Regions from separate parts of the Lactuca sativa genome. Here region 1 is linked to region 2. The links are chromatin contacts, called in public Hi-C maps. All regions are on one chromosome and are shown on one strand. The core of a region is the stretch at or near the end of the contact, and the rest is flanking DNA. Distances in the headings are between cores, read along the strand shown. Region 1 holds the start of LOC111914044. Region 2 holds the start of LOC111896317 (proline dehydrogenase 2, mitochondrial).

Evidence for each region. A called contact is a pair of places that touch in the nucleus more often than the background predicts.
Region 1: a contact with region 2 is called in a Hi-C map of leaf, with 6 times the contacts expected there. The contact joins the promoter of LOC111914044 here to the promoter of LOC111896317 in region 2. A contact is called at or near these places in 2 of 4 Hi-C or Micro-C datasets (leaf and seed).

What each region holds. Positions count from the first base shown.
Region 1 is chr3:154,724,122-154,730,580 of Lsat_Salinas_v11, reverse strand. LOC111914044 reads right to left here and starts at 4,541. Exons shown (of 5, transcript XM_052769426.1): 1 at 3,622-4,541; 2 at 3,042-3,095; 3 at 2,685-2,929; 4 at 2,491-2,604; 5 at 2,096-2,419. The coding sequence starts at 3,090. The coding sequence ends at 2,396. It overlaps LOC111914045 (protein NSP-INTERACTING KINASE 1), which reads right to left. Exons shown (of 11, transcript XM_023909789.3): 11 at 6,279-6,459. The coding sequence ends at 6,402.
Region 2 is chr3:153,994,438-154,001,091 of Lsat_Salinas_v11, reverse strand. It overlaps LOC111896317 (proline dehydrogenase 2, mitochondrial), which reads left to right and starts at 3,373. Exons shown (of 4, transcript XM_023892330.2): 1 at 3,373-4,084; 2 at 4,276-4,924; 3 at 5,217-5,457; 4 at 5,552-5,853. The coding sequence starts at 3,497. The coding sequence ends at 5,654.

The DNA of each region.
Region 1 (6,459 bases), core at 3,292-5,791, 730 kb before region 2:
TTTGTTTCAATTTTTGTATAAAATTAGATTCTTTACCAACTCCAGCAAATAAGAATCAAACATAAAAGATGAAAAGAAAATTATTATAAGAAAAGTTATAAAGAAGGTTCTGATTAAAACAGTATACCATTTACTTTGGACTCCATGTTACCGGTTGCAAAAGGAACTTGAAAAGTATTATAATCTTAACATTTCTTTAAATTATATAAAAATACCCGAATCTTATAAGAAAAGAATTCGATGGACCTTGATCATGTTATTGTTTCTCATTATATACTAAAGAGTCATGCTTATCATCAGTTTTACTTTGGTTCCTTAAAACTACACCAATATCCATCATGTAATGCCATGCTTTCAGAGAAGAACAAGCACCTAGAATAGAGCTTATAACATTATATTTATAATTATTTTCTTATTAGTGCAACATACTTCTGAAATTATATCCAAATCTAGTAGTTTAATTTGCTTTTTGTTATTTAAATGAAATTACTATAAGTGGGTAGATCATTCAAAGTTAAATGGTGTTCTATTAAGAAATGAAAGTTTAAAAATACTATAATAAATAAATTGATAGAAAGTACATTGTTATTTCTTGCATTGTTATATGTTTCTACTATAATGTTTGTAAATGCTATTTGTAACTTAGTTTTCCTTTATTTTTCCATTGGAATAATTTGGTTAGTTTACCTTTGCCTTGAAGACAATATATTCTACAACCAACAACATCCCCTATGTTAACATAATCCTATATAAATTTTCTTTTAATCAATCGTGTAATTCACGGACCATTTATGCATCATTTTGAATATTTTGACATTTTGTCGTCATTTCAACCGGGTATTTTTGTTAATTTGGTCATTTGATAAATTATACATTTTTTTAAACTACGACCATTATTGTTAATTTTGTTGAACATATACCATTTATGCATTATTTTTATACAAGGATCATTTCTATAAACTTATTTAGACAAAGACCATTCCTATAAGTGCTTTTATTACTTTTATTTAGTTACTAGGTGTAAGACCTATGTATTACATGGGTTAATTTAATACATGGGTTAATTTTTAAAAAATAAATATAAATGTTTAAATATTTAAGAGCTTTGGATTTATAAGAAAATAAGAAAAATAATGAATTATTAAAATTGATTTTTTTATCTTTTAAATTTAAATAAATAAAATAAAATAAACTAATAAGCTTTAATTTGAGAATTTTGAAATAAAAAAGTAAGTTTATTAATGAAATTGATATTCATTTATTACTATATTTATTGTAATTATTACATTAAAGTATTATCTGAAATTCATTAAAATAAAAAACCCACAAAATGACATGTTGAAAAGAAATTAATTCAAAATAACCACAAAATAATATTTAGCAAATTAAATAAGAATGTGACATGTGACAAAAAAAACTTGTATTTATTAGAGTAGAAGATTCTCCCAATTCTTAAAACAAAGAATATTTTATTTTATTTTTAAAAAGTATTTACTTGCATTTATTATGTTGCTATTTATTTACATTTAGCCCATGATTCGGCTAAAGAAAATAAATAAAAATTTACTTGCATTTTATGTGTAATATAACATCATCTTTTTATTATATATGTAAGGTAAATTGCTAATTAAAGATTCTAATGTTTTGGTCATTTATAGCACTTAAAACCGAATAAAAAAAATCTTATAATGATATACAAAAATTGAAAAGGAATGAAGGTTTTTTTGTGTGAAAATGACTATTTTTGCCATTTTGGTCAATTTAATCATTTTGATCATTATTATTTTTTTTTTCATTTATACTACTTAAAACTGCACAAAAAGGTATTATACTTATATGAAACTCTTATAAGAGGAAGTATAATATATTTGGTAAAAAATGACCGTTTTTACCTTTTGGTCAATTTGGTTATTTTGATCATTTTTGTTCTTTTTTGTTTTTGGCATTTTGTCCACTTAAAATTGAACAAAAAAGAACCTTATAATGATACGAACACTCAAAAGAGAATGTAGAATGTTTTCTTAGTCAAAACTAGATGCGTTCTCCCGCGTTGCAGGGGTTGGAAGGTGTTGTTTTTGTGTACATGTATAATAGATTGTCTTAATTGGTAGCCACAGTTAAGTATGTTGTTATTCTCTGCAATTCGCCCTTTTACAATTTTGATGCTTAAAATAATAAAAATAAAGGACATTGCCCTTTGCAAAAAAAAGGATCCAAATTACATAAAGCTAAACATTCAAATGAAAATACATTACCCTGTTTTAGTTTTCTTGTTCTAAGATATGTAAAAAAAAACCCACTTTACATCATACTTGCTGACGTGCACTTAACAGACTCATTAGTTCTTGATACATCTCACTAAATGTGGAAGAAGTCTGTTCCAACCACTAATTTCTTAACACCTCCTAAACAAAATCAACTGTGTGAATTTTTAATGTTTATATTAAAAAAAAAAAAAAAAAAAAAAAAAAAAAAAAAAAAAGAATTTACTTGAGTCATAGCGGCTCTTGTCCATTTAAATCTTCTTTCAAGTTCGGGTTGATCGATTCCATATTTAGCGGGGTCTCTAGCTGCCTCAGAAATAGCTTTCTCCAATTCATCCACCTTCATATCAGCAAAATAGATTTTTAGCCTACATTCTTAAATCTTTTATGGAATAACAAATTTTATGTTCAGATGCATACTTGCCATTCAATATATGAATATACGCGAATAGGCTTAAACTCAACTGAAAGTTGATCTACCAACGTTAAACCTAATGCATGCATCCTATAGTGGCAAACAAATACATATAAAATAACCATAGAGATAAATATAAATTGTTTAAATGCTTCAATGCAACTTGTATATCTAACGTTAGGCTTAAATGCATCTCTCTTAGCGCTTGTGTAAGCCATTGATGTAGCAACTATTGTTGCCCAAATTGTACCTACATATACATTTTTATATAGACTCCATTACATTTTGTCGGTTTGATTATTCAAAAAAATCAAATCTATCATTATATTGAATAAAAGTTAAAGTTTATAAATTAAACTAACCTATGTTGGTAAACTGGTGGTTTGTGACCCAAGATTGCAAGCCTTCCATTTGATCTGCATCATATTTCCAATTTTTTTGCTTCATAATATATAATATGAATAAACAAAAAATAGAATGTCATTATCTTTTTTAACTGTTAGAATGATGGACAGGAGGCAAATAGACCAACTGTTATCAAAGAGAAAATGGTCAACCAACCATTTTATGACAAAAAAAAACTTTGAATCATGTAATTTAGCCACTGAACTATTTTTTTTAGATTTTCATCGTAATAGTTCTGTGGCTAAATCGTAAAAAAAAAAAAAAAAAAAAAAAAAAAAAAAAAAAAAAAACTAAGAGTTTAATGACAATCAATAAAAAAATATTAGTGTAGCGGCTTAATTAGTAAATAAAATTTTTTGATGATAAAAAAAAAAGTATAATGGTAAAAATAAGTTTGTTTGTTTGTTTTTTTGTAATTTTTATAATATCAAATCAGGCCAATTTTACCTCTTTCTAAGTTCATGTCATCGTAGATGAATGTAAAAAGGAGAAATTTACCAAATTGCCCCTAAAAATCAAATAGACACAAAGTCTAACCTGCTCAGATCCTGTAATTGTTGTATTTTATTTATTTGAATCTTCCAATTGCTTGCGTCTTTCTTCACTACACCCTTGAAATTCACCAAATTTCTTCTCTAAATTTGCATCAAACAGACCCACCCACATCTTCCTTCCGATCACCCGTTCAACACCCAAAATACTTGTAAACAAAGACAGAAAACAGAAATAATAGACGAAAACGTACCTACGGATGGCAGAAAATAGAGGAGGAGTTGATGTAAAGTTAAATTTCAAAACCAAAAAAATATTGATCTCCAGTTAACTTGAATCGATTAGTCAAATCATTTACCTTGTGGTCAGGATCGATTAATTAGATGAGGAAGAGAACCTCATCATTCTTTTCCATTCGCTCACAACACATACCTAGGGGCGTAATGGTGGTCATTGATTCTCAATTCAAAGTGGAGATGGACATACAGACGATCGAAATCAGTTTAGGGTTTTTGTTAGGAACCCCCGGTCACCGCTCGTTTTGTCTTTCTTCACCAACAGGAGGAATGACATTGGCTGAGCCGGTAAATGGGTGACAGTGGTTCGTGAGGAAGAGGAGCTGACTTTTTCTTACAGAGAGACAAAGATAGAAGGGTAAGGAAGAGAAGTCGAAGGATTGTCTCCAAGCTTTCCAAGACAGAGTTTCAAAAGTGGTATATAGAGCAGATAAGAAAAAAGCGGTAGATTGTCAGTGGGAAAAACGTAGCATCAGACATGTATATAAGTGGTGGAACAGAGTAACCGAGGTAAAAGAGAAGATGACACGTTTGCTGATTGAACAGTGGTGGTGAAAGAGAAGAGAACACGTTTGTTGAAGATGATCCATGGACTGAACATTAAAAACTGTTATTCTTACAAGGACCAAATTGCTATTTCAATAAATAAGTGGACCAATTCCGATTTACAGCAAATGAAAGGACCAATTTTGTCAATCCCTTAGCCACTTTACAGTGTCAGTAGCTAAGGGTGAAGAATTTTAATATATATATATATATATATATATATATATATATATATATATATATATATATATATATATATATATAATGATCAGCTAATCGAGAAAACGAAGACATAAGACATGGGGACTAAGCATATCGAAAATAATTAATACTTGAAATAACTGATTGACCCGTTCTGAATTCGGGTAGATTAGGTCGTGTTTATGTTTATCGGGTTTTAGACATATAATTTAGGGTATTCGGTTAACCCACTTTTATATAAGTCCATGTATAATGTATGTGACTAAGGTTCTGTACTTTCGAGTATATCCGAATAATTGATTTAACAAAAAAAAATCATTACGTAATATCCAATAGCATGCATCTCTTACTCTATTTCTTTTTTCTCTACCTGATAATAGCAAATTGTTTTCTTTAGAGGTCATCGTCATTACTCATTACCACCACAAAGTCAAAAAGACATCGTCACCACTCACCACCTATCGTCCACTCGTCACCAGTTTACTGCTTATCTATTTGTTTCAAAGTAAGTGGATTGCTTTTTGGTTTCTTGTTTGTTAATGATTTCGAATTTTAGGGGGTTTGCTATTTGCTTCTTTGGTTAGATTGTCTTCTATTTTGTGGAATATATGTGGATATTGTTGTTGATGTTGTATAATATGGATTAGTAAACATATTAGTGAAATTATAGAACTCTCATTTCTTTAAAATTTCCAATATTTTTCCGGTCTTCATGACAATTAAAAGATTTTCTGATTTGTTGTTTGTAATGCCAACTAAAATAAGGTTTGCCCCACTAACGGAGCCAATTTTCTTACACCAAGCCTCGGATTTTGAGTGCTCGTAGAGCAACAATACATAATAAATTTGGCATTTGTGTTTCTACTATGATTGATTGATTAGTAGTCACAGTCACAACCTAATTTAAATTTAAGATTCTACTATGATTTTTATATTGTGACAGTAGTAAGTAACCACACAATATGTTAAACTACAACATTTAAAGTGATGTAAAATTTGTTTTATTGCATTCAGATGAGTAAAAGTATGTACATTTGGCATCAAAAGGGTATTTTCTCTTGTTAAGGAGTACTATATTCGGCTCGGCTCGTTTGCACCCCTAATTTTGGCTAATGCATTATTCTTATTCACAAAATTGGTGTTCCTTGTGCTTTGTAAGTCCTTACTTCTTATTGTCTATTGAAAAGATAGTTACACAGTTAGTCCCTACAATTTAAGTAACATGCTTATTTTTTTTTCTTATAATTTTTAACAACTTCTATAGGGCAATACCCGAATATCCAAATTTCAATTCAGTTTGTTTATCGATTATTTTTTATTAGAAAATACCCGAACCACCTGAAACATAAAAGTTATACTTATGACCAACATTTCTAATTTAATATGTAATCCACAACAAATACAAACACATGGACACAAAAGGTTAAACCTCCAAGATAGGAATACACTATTTAATTTTTGGTAAATCACTTGAACGAATTTATATAACTAACTAAAATATAAAATAAAGACTTGGAACTCTTAAACATCAAAAAAATAATAAATAAATAAAAATGACACAAGGAAATTTTGGTGCGACTTGGAAACAAAAAAACAAAAAATTAACTCTTTTTTCCCAAGAAATTAAAAATAAAAAATGAACCTATATGCTTGATAGTATATTAAAAAACACTTACTTTTTTTATAACTCAAATACAAAATTTACTACACTTGAAAATTTAAACCTTTACAAACCCTGTTTTTTTTTTTTTTTTTCCATAATTCCTATTTGAAATTCAAGATTCATCTAGGCCCAGAGAGTTCTATCGCTTGTCCAAGCAAAGAAGAGTCATCGGTGAGG
Region 2 (6,654 bases), core at 2,124-4,623:
GGGATAATTTGCGTGTTTGGTCCATAACTTATGTTTTTAACTCGAAATGTCCATTTTATTTGTTTTTGTTCCACGTTTGGTGCATACTATTTGTTTTTGTTACATTTTTGTTCTCTGTCTTATCTAAAAAAATTATTATTTAAATAGAGAAAAATGGTGGGGTAAACAAGGTAAGGTTAGAAGGTTGGGTTGAGGGAGTGTTTATTTAAATAAATTAAAAAATCAAGGAAAAAAATATCTTTTTAGGTAAGACATGGACCTAACGCGTAACAAAAACAAACAGTAGAAATCTTCCGAGTTAAAAAATAAGTTATGGACTAAACATACAAATTACCCTAAACCATAGGGACCATTCGTATAATTTACTCTAAATTTAATTAAGTATGTTACATTTAGAAAAACTTAAAGTATATGTATTTATTTTAAAACACCTACTATATACATTATTATTATTTTTATTTTTATATTTTTCTAAAAATTTAATTTAATGATTTTTAACCCAAGAAAAAACTTAATATTTGTGGGTGTCAGGGTTTTACCGGTCCCAAAACCCTAAAATAGACAATTTCAAAAAATATAATGAACTTACTAAAAAATAATATAATTTTCTTTAATAATCAGATAAAAATATATTGAATTTCTATATGATATGACGTTTATTAACAAAGAAGTTAATCACTAAAAAAATAAAGCTACTTATTGCGAGATAACAATGTTTTATCCTTTAATAAAGAAAAATGTACTCCAATGACAAAAATAGCCTTGTGAATTAGCAAAATAGCTATTTTTATAAGAAAACAAAAACATTGAGGAGCACATTAAATTCATGAAATAGTTCAAGTTAAATCGTGAAACATTATTTTAGCGAAATTATGTTCACTAATGCACGAATAAGTCTCAAGTGTGGATTCTTTGTATTGTAGTTTTGAACCCGTTTTTGTCGATATACTCGAACAATTTTCTTTCTCATAATATAATTTACAATATTGACCATATTTTTCTAATTTGGATTCTCGTCGTATTTCTTATTAGTCAATCGGTGAACTAGTCAATTATGTGATAAGATTTTTAAAAGAAAAGGTCGACCAATTATAACAAAAGTTCATATTTCTAAACAAGATTTTCAAAGAAAAGATTAATGATTAGGATTGAACGATCAATTTTAACAAAAATTTTTATTAGTCAGTTGTAAAGTTATTTTCGGCTAATTAATAATTGTATTTTTTGGTACAATCTAGATATGTATTGAAAAATGTATCAATAAAACCATACAAGTTTGATAAATTTTTATTACATTTTTCTATCTTCCAAAAATAAAAAAGATAAAAAGAAAAAGTTGGAGATATTTAATTTCTATACAGAAATTGACAAAAATGGACTTGTGGTACCATGCGTGAGTGAACCGGACCCACAATCTTCCTGAGTTGTCTACTTTACCTGCCCTTTTATCAACAGATTCCGGATTCTTCCGTATTTTATTTTCCCTTTTTTGCTTCACTTAAGTATATTTATTTTAAATATAGAACAAGATTCATAATAAATTAAATAAATAGAAATCAAATTAAATAAATGGATACCAAATTAAATAAGATATCATTATCCTCGTTTTTATGCGCTTTCTAACGCTTTTTAAGTTATTTATCCGTTATTAATTAAAATATCCCATATTAAAAGATGAGAAATTAAATATATGGAGATTCATATACTTTAATAACTTGATTTTCTTTCCAAAAAATATACATTATATGAAAAAATATAAAAATATTAGGAAGAATTTCGTTTATATCCTTATAAACTTTTATAATTACGTTCATATCCTTGTAAAACTTCAAATTAATATATATCCTTATAAAACGTATAAACTTACTGACACACATTATATATATATATATAATTTAATGAGAACTAATATATTTAAAAAGTTAAACAATCTTTAAATTATATTATAACTAAATTAGTAATATACATATTTGCAATCATTCTCATAATCGGTTTCCATATTCACAGTATGGTTATTCATGACATGATTCTTTGTTGCTTAATATTCTGAATAGTCGATTAGCAAAACCTGCTAATTACATATTTTAATCGATTACTAAACAATATATTTCATCTTCTACAATTGATTTAGGAGAACTACAATTATTCTCGTCTAAGCAAATTTTTTTTCTTCCTCCGGTTCTTTAGGTAAGATCATGGAAAAACTAACTCCAATGTGGGTTTGAGTATTTTGTAAGGATTTATCAAGTAAATAGGATGAGAATAGTAATATGAAAGAACTGTAATATTGTAATGTTACAAGTTAATTAGTATTTTAATAATAAGAAATCAATTTAAAGATAATGTTTTTAAATTTTAAATAGGTTAAATTAAGTATTTTGTTATATATGTGAGTTTATAAGCTTATAAGGATATACATATAATTTGAAATTGTAAAAGAATATAGACATAACTATGAAAATATTCAAAAATATAAGCAAAATTTACCCAAAATATTAAAATCTTCTTCTTGTTTTGACATATCCAGATTTAATTAAACAGTAAATTTAAATTTTAACACTCATATAGTCATATCCTTCAAACAGTTGGAAAAAAAATAAAACTAGCCAATAACTTTTTATAGAAAATATTATGTGGAACACTCTATAAAATTTAACCAAACTATAACAAACATAGCATTAGTTAAAAACATTAATTTTGTAACATACTTACATTAACTACTTCAAAACGTATTATATATTTTGATTTAATAAGTAGCAAAAATTTATTTCATGTTTTGTAGTATATTTATAAAAAAAAGTATGTTGATTCGTATACAATAATTTTTTTTATACATAATAATTTATATTTGAAAATTATATACTATACAATTTTATAAAATATAAATTATATATAAAAAAACCTATAAATATATAAATCAATTAAGATCAATTAAATTACACTACATTAAAAATTTAAAAAGAATGAAATTATAAAGTAGATTCAATTACATTTTTATTTTTATTTTTATAAAATCATTGTGAAGAATCTGAGGAGAATATTCTATGAAACTTTCCGGCACGGAATCTTTCTACTTTGGCGGTGCCGACTAGTTTGTCGAAACAGAATCTCCGGTCTCAACCCCGTGACTTTAGCACTTCCTTTTATGACATTTTTACCCCTGGTCCACACCAAATCCCATGGACCCCACTACACCATAACTAAATACGGATTTTTCTACTTTTCCAAAATTTACTCCCTCCAAATATGGATAGATCAATTTCCACAAAAAACCCGAAACGTACGTGAAACGGGTCGGGTTTCGGATCCAACCCGAATTTACATATTTTTTCCTATATATACCTTGCTATGTTTCAAGTCATCCTCACAAAAAAAAACTGGTTTGTTATTACACCCTAAAAATTAGCATTTTAGCAACACCGTTGTTTTTCAACGTCTTCTTCATCAACCGTCGTTAGTCGCCACCACCACAACCACCAATCACCGTCGACCATTGATGGCCATGACCACCAATGGCTCCTCTTCAAAATTGATCCGATCATTTGTCCACCGTGTGAAGTCATCCCCTACCACCACCCTCACCACACCAAGATTCCGTTCTGCACAAAGAACAACCATCAACACAACGGCAACAACAATCTTCCCAACTCCGCCACCAACACCACCGACGACCACCATCGTTCCTGACCATTCACGTGACGCCATATTCGATTTCGAGGATACGAAAGGTTTGTTCTCATCCGTTACAACCGGGAAACTTCTCCGGTCGGCGGCGAACCTGAACCTGGCGGCGGTGGAGCCGGTGGTGGATATGGGTGTTTGGGTTATGAAGTCTAGGCTCATGCAAGTGGGTTTGTTTAGAGAGATTGTTTTGGGTGTCATTAAACATACGTCGTATGAACATTTTGTTGCCGGAGCGGATACGGAAGAAACGGGTCGGACTGTTAAGAAGCTTTGGGAATCCGGGTTGAGAGGGATGTTGGATTATGGTTTAGAACATGCGATTGATAATGAATCTTGTGATATAAACGCTCAAGAATTCATCAAAACTGTTGAATCAACACAATCTTTACCTCCTTCTTCTGTAAGTTGTTTTTACATTTCCATGATTTTTCAAATATTTTATTCTGATTTTCTTTATATTTTCTCAATTCAAGATTCCCTTTTTATATTTCTTGATTTAAAAAAACCCATGTACGATTCGTACCACGAAATGATTTTGATTCTTTGATACAGTGAATCTTTGTAAAATTAATCATTTTTTTTTGAAAACAGGTTAGCTTCGTGGTTGTGAAGATCACTGCAATTTGTCCAATTTCTTTACTTAAAAGGGTGAGTGATCTTCTTCGATGGGAATACAAGAATTCTTCATCGACGAATCTTCCATGGAAGCTTAAAACCCTTCCGATCTTTTCAGAATCAAGCCCATTTTACCACACTTTAGAAAAACCATCACCATTAACACCCGAAGAAGAACACGATCTCGAATTAGCCCATCAGAGACTCGTAAAAATCTGCAACAAAAGCATCGAATCCAAAGTTCCGGTAGTAATCGATGCTGAAGACACTTCAATCCAACCAGGAATCGATTACTTTACATACTCAGCCGCTGTCATGTACAACAATGGCGAAAAGCCCTTAATTTTCGGCACAATCCAAGCTTACCTGAAAGACGCCGGCGAACGGCTGTACGCCACCAAGAAAGCCGCCGATCAAATGGGATTACCAGTTGGATTCAAGTTAGTTAGAGGCGCTTACATGTCGAGTGAATCCCAATTGGCTAATTCTTTAAACGTTGAATCTCCCATTCATAATAGCATCATCGATACACACAATTGTTACAACGATTGTGCTTCGTTTATGCTTGATGAAGTCTCAAATGGACCCGGTGGACTCATTCTCGCTACCCATAATCTTGAATCAGGTAAAAGATTGAATCTTTTTGAGTTTTTTTATTCTGGGTATTGTTGTTTTGAATCATTTCCACGATTTGTGTCTTGAATTCGTATTTTAAACGTATCGAAAAGATAAACGAAGTGCACAAAATTTGATAAAAAATGTATTGTGAATCAGGATTGTTGTACTTGTATTGGTTCTTGAAAACCGATGGTTGAAAACTATTCGAAATCCGAGGTATTTCTTGAGACGACATTCAAGATCTCTGTTACTAAACGAATTCAATCTAACTTTTTTCACTTTTTTTTGAAATTTAACAGGAAAATTAGCTGCACAAAAGGCAAGAAATTTGGGAATTGGGAAAGATAGTGAGAAGCTTGAGTTTGCCTCACTTTATGGAATGGCAGAAGCGATGACATTTGGGTTGCGAAACGCTGGATTTGGTGTAAGCAAGTATTTACCATTTGGGCCAGTTGATCAAATCATGCCTTATCTTCTTCGAAGAGCAGAAGAGAATAAAGGGTTGTTGTCTTCTTCGAATCTTGATCGACAATTGATGATGTAAGTGGGATTTTATGGGTTTTTAAAGTACATTGATGTTATGTAATTGGGTGATGATTTTGATTGTTGTGTACTTTTGTTTGTGTTTTTACAGGAAGGAGTTGAAGAGGAGGATGAAGGGTTATGTTGGACAAGGGTTTGAAGAGAGTGAGAGGAGTTTTAAATCGGATGCGGGTTCGATTGTGAAGTTAAATTAGGGGGGAAATGAAGGGGAAAAAGTGTAAATAGTGAAGATATTTGGGGAAAGAAGGCCTCTTGCTTTGTTTAGGATAAATATGTGTTGTGTTGGGATTTTGGTTATGGATATACCAAAGTAGTGGAAGAGGTGCTTTTTGTGTTCATGGAAGTTAATAAATGGAGACTTTGGAATAAGATTATTATTTTACTTGTTTAAAAGTTGTTTTTTTGACGTATTTGACTTGTGTTATAACGATGAGAAAATTCCCTTATTTCGGCCTCCGTTTGTTGGCTTGTGGAGTCAACTTGTCATAAACGAAAAAATTAGGATCTTATCTTCGATAAGTTTAAGTTGAAATAGAAATGAAACCGGTTTCGGTATTCTTGATTATATGGATATTGAAATTTGTTTGATTTTAATTGTGATTGAAAACAAAATAAGATCAATTCTTTTATGTAGGAAGTAATGGTGATTGAAATTTAGGTGTTTGTGATTAAAATTGTGGATAATGGAATTTGTTTGATTTCAATTGTAATTGAAAACAAAAGATCAATTTGTTAAGGGTCATGATTCTTCTACAGAATGTTTTTATCATTCCACGGAAATAATATATATTGACTATCGTGCCCTTAATGGCAATTTATAATATTTAAAATAATAATATCCTTTTTTTCTCCAAACAAGGAAGCAAACGCCCCCCATCTTCCTTCTTCCGTCTTCACATTAGTACGTCTGCCACGCTTTTAGAGGTGGACATGGTAGCTCCAGCTCGAGCATTTGCAAAAACAAATTGTTCATAAATTATGAATAATATCGATCTGCTTCATCCGACGATGACAACTTTTTTGCCTAAAATAATATAAAACTCAGCTGATTATACCGCCGACTGCCCTCATTCATCGGTCCAGCCACCTGGACTTGGCGACTTTGGAGGCACTGCCGTCATTTGCAACTCGCCCTGGTGACAAATCCCAAACGGAAAGAGATGTGGGTTTTATCCAAATCAAATGAACTTTTCG